Linked DNA regions of Pelodiscus sinensis: region 2 is linked to region 1. A link is a contact called in public Hi-C data. All regions are on one chromosome and are shown on one strand. The core of a region is the stretch at or near the end of the contact, and the rest is flanking DNA. Distances in the headings are between cores, read along the strand shown. Region 1 holds the start of CFAP126 (cilia and flagella associated protein 126). Region 2 holds the start of NR1I3 (nuclear receptor subfamily 1 group I member 3).

Region 1 (3,561 bases), core at 927-3,426:
TTTCTGCCCAGCTACGTCTAGACCGGCATGAATTTCCGAAAATACTTTTAACGGAAAAGTTTTCCGCTAAAAGCATTTTCGGAAAAGCGCGTCTAGATTGGCAGGATGCTTTTCCGCAAAAGCACTTTTGGCGGAAAAGCATCCGTGGCCAATCTAGACGCGGTTTTCCGCAAAAAAGCCCCGATCGCCATTTTCGCCATCGGGGCTTTTTTGCGGAAAACAGTACTATGCTGTCTACACTGGCCCTTTTGAGCAAAAGTCTTTCGGAAAAAGACTTTTGCCCGAACGGGAGCAGCATAGTTTTTCCAGAAAAGCACTGATGATTTTACATGAGATCATCAGTGCTTTTCCGGAAATTCAAGTTGCCAGTGTGGACAGCTGGCAAGTTTTTCCGGAAAAGTGGCTGATTTTCCAGAAAAACTTGCCAGTCTAGACACAGCCCCCTTGTTTTGCTTCTTCCTGGTGCCTGGAGAAGGCCCATTGGGAGGCAGTTTTGTCGGGTGTTTACCATGGAAAGATGGAAAGCTCAAAAGATGAAATCTGCACTTCCCTGGTTTTGCTGGTTTTCCCTATGATTCCGAAATGTGTGTTGGGAGCATTCATAGCAGCAGTGTTAAACCCCTAGGAATCTGTCAGCTGTCCAGCAGGTATTTGAGTGCGTGCTCTAGGAACCTGGGACCCGCAAAGCTGTGATTCAACAGCGGATGGAAGGAGCGCAGGGCAGGGATATGGAATAGGTGCTTCCCTGCTAAACGATTTGCTATATGGATGTGCTGCACCATTACCAAGGCAAACGGAGCAACCAACATGTGCAGACAACTGAAGTGCTCCCAGCTGTGTGCTTGGCCAGGATGGCTGGAGCTCTGTTGTAAGAATGTGGCAGCACTGAGGCACCGCAGCAGGGACATGGGCAGCACTGAGGCAAGGGGTCATATAGTGATAATTTCAGACATCAGAACTCCTGCCCCTTTGGAACATGCCCTGGGACCAGGGAGGCAGAAATTCAGCAGCTTGGTTAGCTGAAATTAGCCACAGGGTGTCACTGTTGCTCCACATCTGAAAATGCAACTCTCCTGCAGCAACTTTGTCTTGGGCATCCTGCCCCTGGCCCTCTCCTGCTGCTGTGTAATTTAGGGGGGCAGCTGTTGCAGTTGCTAGACTTTATTCCCGTCCTTCTCTGACAGCAGCTGGTGAGACCAGCCACTGTAAGGCGGCAGCTGCAATTCTGGAAATACCCGAAAATTTGAGGTCTTAATGTCCATGCACTTGCCTCTTTCTATCCCAGTTCTGTAGTTGCCTGGCAAGTCCAACTCCCGAAGCTAGTTAACTTCAATGTGACAAAGCCTGCCAGAGGGATCAGCAAAACATTGAGCCTCTGAAAGAGTCATTCAAGTGGCAATGAAGCCATTTAACAGGCATGTGAAACTGCGGGGAATATACTGTCAGGCTTTGTCTGTATCTACAAGTTCAAAGCAAACTGAAAGTGTGAGCACAGTAGGTGGGCTGGGAGAAAGCTCCCCAGGTGCTCCATGTTTCTGAGCACAGACTCCCAGCACTGTAGCCTGGCTCACACTGGCATTTTACAGCACTGTAACTTGCTGCACCGGGGGAGGGTTTTTTAACACCCAAGCCAGAAAACTACAGCACAAGGGCAGGGATATGGAATAGGAGTTTCCCAGCCCTTGTGCCAGACCCCGGTCTTTCCCCCTCTTGGGCCCCCCACACAGACACCCACATGGTGTAGCCTTGGCCTCAGTTTCTGTTCTGGGTTAGGGGACAGAGTCTGAGTTTAAACATAATTGCTTTAAACATTTCATTGGGGCATAGCTGAAGAGCATAAAATCACAGCTCTATAGAACTGGAGGGAGCCTAAATCCTAGGCAGGGCCCTGCCAGACAGCAAGCGCGAACAATCAGAGCGGGAGGGCGGATACAAGGCTCCGCAGGACCCGGCTGCCAGGGAGCCTTGCCCAGACCGCGCCTACACGTGGTGTTCCCGAGGAAGAAGCGGCCCCGCCCCCACAGCCTCGGGAGGCGGAGTCAGTCCGTCAGACGAGGGGCGGGGTCTCGTTCGCGGAGCGATAGGGTGTGGGCGGGGCCGCGACACGGGGGCGGGGCTCTAGGGAAGGAGCCGCTCTCCGACAGCGACGCGAGACTTTGTGGGATTCGGGGAGGACCACGGCCTCGCTTTCCCATTGGTCGGTGTCTGCCCCGGTGGTTGCTAGGAGACGGGTGTAAACAGAGCGAAAGCTGCCGGAGGCGGCATGGCAACGAACTACAGAGCGGGGCAGGTGAGAGCCGGGGCGGCACCCCCCGCCCCCCCTGCGCGGCCCCCGGCTCGGGCCCCACCGCCCCCGCGAGGCCCCCCGGCCCTGCCCCCCCAAAACCCCCGCCCCCCCGCGCGGCCCCCGGCTCGGGCCCCACCGCCCCCGCGAGGCCCCCCGGCCCTGCCCCCCCAAAACCCCCGCCCCCCCTGCGCGGCCCCCGGCTCGGGCCCCACCGCCCCCGCGAGGCCCCCCGGCCCTGCCCCCCCAAAGCTCCCGCCCCCCCTGCGCGGCCCCCCGGCTCGGGCCCCACCGCCCCCCGCGAGGCCCCCCGGCCCTACCCCCCCAAAACCCCCGCCCCCCCTGCGCGGCCCCCCGGCCCTGCCCCCCAAAGCCCCCGCCCCCCCGCGCGGCCTCCGGCTCGGGCCCCACTGCCCCCCACTCACCCCCGGCCCTGCCCCCATCGGGCTCCGCCCCGCCTCCTCGGGCCCCCGCCCCCCCGCGCGGCCCCCGCCCCGGGCCCCACTACCCCCCCGCCCCTACCCCCCCGAAACCCCCGCCCCCCCCGCGTGGCCCCCCAGCCCTGCCTCCATCGGGCTCCGCACCCCCCCTCGCACCCCCCCTCGCGGACCCCGGTCTTTCCCCCTATAGGACCCCCCAGACAGACACCCACACGGCCCCCCCCCCCGGCTTCCCCTCGGGCCCCCACAACCCCCCTGTGACTGGCTTCCTCCTTGCGCTCCTTCCCCCGAGGCCAGGCTGCTTGGCCACAGAGCAGGGCTGGAAGCTCCTGCGTGTTTCCAGGATGTTTTGCAGGGCCCAGTGTGGCTTGCCTGCATGCCTCACAGAAATAGGGTCTTATGAGCCCTGCTCACCACCTACCCCCTGCTATTAAGATAAAAGTGGGGGGCAATAATTTTTGATGGGGTGGCACTCCAAGGTTTTGGAAATTGGTCAAAGGCTGTGCTCTTCCATGATATTAATGGAGGGGATGTGGGGTCTGGGATGGTGGTCAGGTGCAGAAGGGAGCTTGGGGTAAGGGATTGGGGTGCAAGAGGAGGTGCGGGGCCTGGGAGGGAGTTTGCCTGAAGGAAACAGTTATGACCTAGGGCAGAGGATCGGCGTGCAGAGGTTTGGGTTGTGACCTAGGGCGGGGCAGAGGATTGGGGAAGAGGTGCCACAGGCAGGCTTTGGCAGGGAAACTTACCTTGGGTGACTCCTGGCCAGCAGCCCAGCAGGATTCTCAACCTGCCTCACTCCCGCACAGACTGCAGAGGCCATGTGCATTGGTGAACAAG
Region 2 (3,577 bases), core at 945-3,444, 140 kb after region 1:
CTTTGCTGCAGTGATCCAGGCTTTGTGGCCTGGCCCTTTCCCCAGTGCCAGCGGAGTCCCAGGGGCCTGTGGAGCAAGAGGGCGGGCAGCGGGGCAGGAGAGACTGGGTCTGTCATGGGAAAATCAAGACATCCTGTTCCAGTGCCTGTGGTCCTGGCCTGAGCCATTGCGTGGGGAGTGAGCTCGGCAGAGTAGAACTGCCCTGAGCAGCTCAGTACAGATTAATGAAGCTTTTCAAAGTTTCATTAGCAGGAAATCGGTCTTGATCGCCTGGGGATTGGAGCATTAATCAGGGCAGCTCTGCGCCGCTCCCCCCAGTGCCAGTAGACCACCAGGAGGGGACTGGAGCTGCGCCCTTCTTGGAGGTGCTTGATGCAGACTGCAGCTGGGACACGGCTTGTGGGGGCATCTGTCCCCTGGAAGGGGCTGCCCCTGACCGATCCTCCTGCCTGCACCAGCCCTGCCTGGGGAGGGAGAGCTCAGTCCGTGCAATGACGCATCTCGGGTGCAAGCACCAGGAGCCAGATCATTCCATATAAGCTCCCAATGAGCCCCGGCCAGGTGCTTTCATCACCATTGCCCTGGGCAGGATTCAAAGGGGGAAATGAGAAGGAAAACATGGTGCACCCTTGGGGGCTGTCAGGAGATCCAAGTGGAGACCCAGTGTGCTGAGCACCTTTGGAAATCTGCCCCCCCACCCCACCCTGAGTCCAGAGGCTAATGGAGTGACTAGGGTGGGTGCCAGACAAACAGATTGCTGCCCCCTACTGGATGGAGTTGGAACTGCCCCCTTCTTGTGTTACAGCCCCACACAGATTCTCTGTAGCCTGGGTCACAGCTTGTGTTTGGGGAGCTCACTCTGCCCAGGGCAGGCCCTGATGCCAGCTCCAGCCTGTTCAGGGGCAGCTGAACCAGTCTGGCCCCATTCCTGAGCTGCAGAGGGAGTTCCCGGAGTCTCACACTCTGAGCAGAGAGTAGAGGGGCAGTGGATGTTGGGCTCAGCCAGGGACAGGAGGCTGGGTTTAGCCTGCTGGGATGGGGGTACTGAAAGGCCATGAGGAGAGACAGACAAACACTTCCCTGTCGGACTGACAACCTTGGCCTCGCATTGCCCCTAGCCCAGCTTCCCAGAGCGTCTGGGCCCGGAGGGGCCCAGGCAGGACCAACATCTGAGCCCTAGGGCAATCAGGTAATGGCCCTAGGGCCAATTAATCTGCAGGCTGGGCTGAGTGTGAGTGTGTATTTGTGTGTGCACGCTCATGCACGAGTGCACCCGGAGAGCATGTGTATGCCCTAATGCAGTGGTCACCGACCATTAGATCGGGATCTTGGAGCATCTGACTGGTGATCTTGACTGGTTTGGGCAAGAAGCTGTCAAATGCCAGCACTTCAGCTGCCCCTCCCCACAATGCTGTGCACCTTCTGCCCTTTGCCTTAGAATTGTCCCCCGCCCCCATTTGCTGTGCAGGGCAAGGAAGGGAGGGGAGGGGGCACTGATGTCAGGGTGGCCCCCCTCCCACCCTGTATTCTAGCTCCACAGAATGGGGGTGGGGGGTACAACAGGGCTTGGGATGTGGGAGTTTGCTGCTTGCTTTGGCAAGTAGTTCAGGGCCAGGGCAGGGGTGAGCCTGCACCACCACCCAGGAGACACCTGAGGTCAGCAGTGCCCAGCTGGAGCCTGCATCCTGAACCCCTAGCCCCAATCATGAACCCCCTCCTGCACCCCAAGCCCCCCTAGACCCAAACTCCCATACAGAGCCTGCACCCTGAACCTCCTCCTTCACCCAACCCCTGCCTCAGGCTCAGCTCAGAGCCCTTCTCACACTCCAAATCCCTTAACCCAAGACCAGAGCCCCCCAACCCTCTGCTGGATGAAAGGGAGGAAGGATGGGGGAGGAAGGGAGGATGGAGTGAGCAGGAGCGGGGCCTTGGCGAAGGGGCACAAAAGAGGCGGGGCAGGGGTATTTGGGTTGGAGGTAGATCCTGGATTGCGCTTACATTCAAAAAAGGATCTTGTGCTTAAAAAATTGGAGCTCACTGCCCAAATACACAGGGAGGGGTGAGCCCCCATGTGTATGTGCCAGGCCCAGTGTGTGTCAACCCGAGTGTGTGTGTGTTTGTATCAGCTGCTTCCCCCCCCCCTCGCCGCTCCTCCTGGCCTCCCCCTTCAAGTTCAAAGTTCAAATTCCACCCAGGCTGTGAAGTAAATCAGTTTGGATCTGCCTGCGAGGGAGGGAGCAGAGTCCCTGCTTGTGGGGAGCCAGCCCCCCACCTGCTCCAGCCTCACACCCCCAGCCCACACTGTCGGTGAGCAGGCACAGGGGAAGGGAGGGAGGGAGTTAGGCTGAGGGGCGGGGATGGGGCGGGGCCCCGGCAGGGCCCCCACCTGTGTTTCCACAGGGGCAGAGCCAGGAGCTGGACCCAATGCTCCCCCTAATGCAGGGCTGGCCAGGTGAGGCCCTCAGGGTCTCTCAGTGCTGACGGGTGTCCTAGGTGAGGCAGAGACCTTGGCTGGGCTCCACCCTGCTCGGGAGAGCAGGAGGGGCTGGGGCCAGCTGAGAAAGCAGCTGGCAAGACTGATAAGACCGTGAGTCTCCCGGCAGGGAGAGGGGGCTTTGAACAAGCGATTTCAGGGGAGTCTAGAAAGCTCCACCCTCACCCCACCGCGACTGGGGGAGTCTCCCAGCCAGAGCCTCAGGCCTTCAGCCTGCCCCCTGCGCCTCCCTCTGCCGCCAGTCACTGCTTGGTGCCCCCAGCCCTGGCCAGCTGCCCATTTCGAATGAACTTTGCCTTTTCAGGCTGGCTAATCTCCCCCCACGCTGGGTAATCAGACAGACCCTGCTGGGGAGGGGACTGTGTGGACAGCTCCTTACAGCCGGACAGGTCACCTTGGCCCGCAGAGCTGCCTGCTTCACCTTGGCAAGGGGGACCGGCAGGGGCACCACGCACAGCAGGCAGTGGGGTGACAGGACAGCAAAAGGCGCCTGCTGACTGGGGCAAGCTCAGAGCTGCTGGGCACCCGCACGCTGCAGTGATGCTAGGCTAGGGCTAGAGGGGGGGACTCGAACACATTGCCCAGGGGCCTGGCAAGGGCTCTATCTCCTGGGCTTGTAGCTGCTGCTCCTCCTGAGACAGGTTGCTGTGGGGAGAGGCAGCCTCGCCCATTTGCCCCAGAAAGGTGTGAGGGGCTCCCAGGTGACTCCCTAACAGAGCTGGGCACTGCCTTGCAGCCAGAGCTTAGGTGCCTTACTCTGTGATTGGGCAGGGTTTAGTGCACACCCCCTCTGCCTGGCATCTCCCATTCGCTGGCTTAGGTGGTTCCCACCAGCTGTTGGAGTGTGGGTCACAGTGTCAGGCACCTCTCCCCCCCATTCAGGGTATGTCTACACTGCAACACTGTTCCGAAATAACAAGCGCTATTCTGAAATAACTTAGTCCGCGTCTACACGGCAGGCAGTTATTTCAATATAGTGTCCACATCCGGACAAGCTGGAGGACTGCTCACTCCGACTCCTGCAACCCTCATTGTACGAGGAACAAGGGAAGTCAGAGGAAGAGGGCTCTATTTCGAAATCAG

What was found. Hi-C and Micro-C count contacts between places; a contact is called where the count stands out from the background.
Region 2: a contact with region 1 is called in a Hi-C map of an unstated tissue, with 9 times the contacts expected there. The contact joins the promoter of NR1I3 here to the promoter of CFAP126 in region 1. A contact is called at or near these places in 4 of 5 Hi-C or Micro-C datasets (blood, liver and an unstated tissue).

The regions. Positions count from the first base shown.
Region 1 is chr24:13,306,789-13,310,349 of ASM4963464v1, forward strand. CFAP126 (cilia and flagella associated protein 126) reads left to right here and starts at 2,177. Exons shown (of 5, transcript XM_075908047.1): 1 at 2,177-2,290. The coding sequence starts at 2,264. It overlaps LOC102459692 (NACHT, LRR and PYD domains-containing protein 3-like), which reads right to left. Exons shown (of 11, transcript XM_075908043.1): 1 at 3,471-3,561.
Region 2 is chr24:13,441,784-13,445,360 of ASM4963464v1, forward strand. It overlaps NR1I3 (nuclear receptor subfamily 1 group I member 3), which reads left to right and starts at 2,195. Exons shown (of 9, transcript XM_075906933.1): 1 at 2,195-2,307.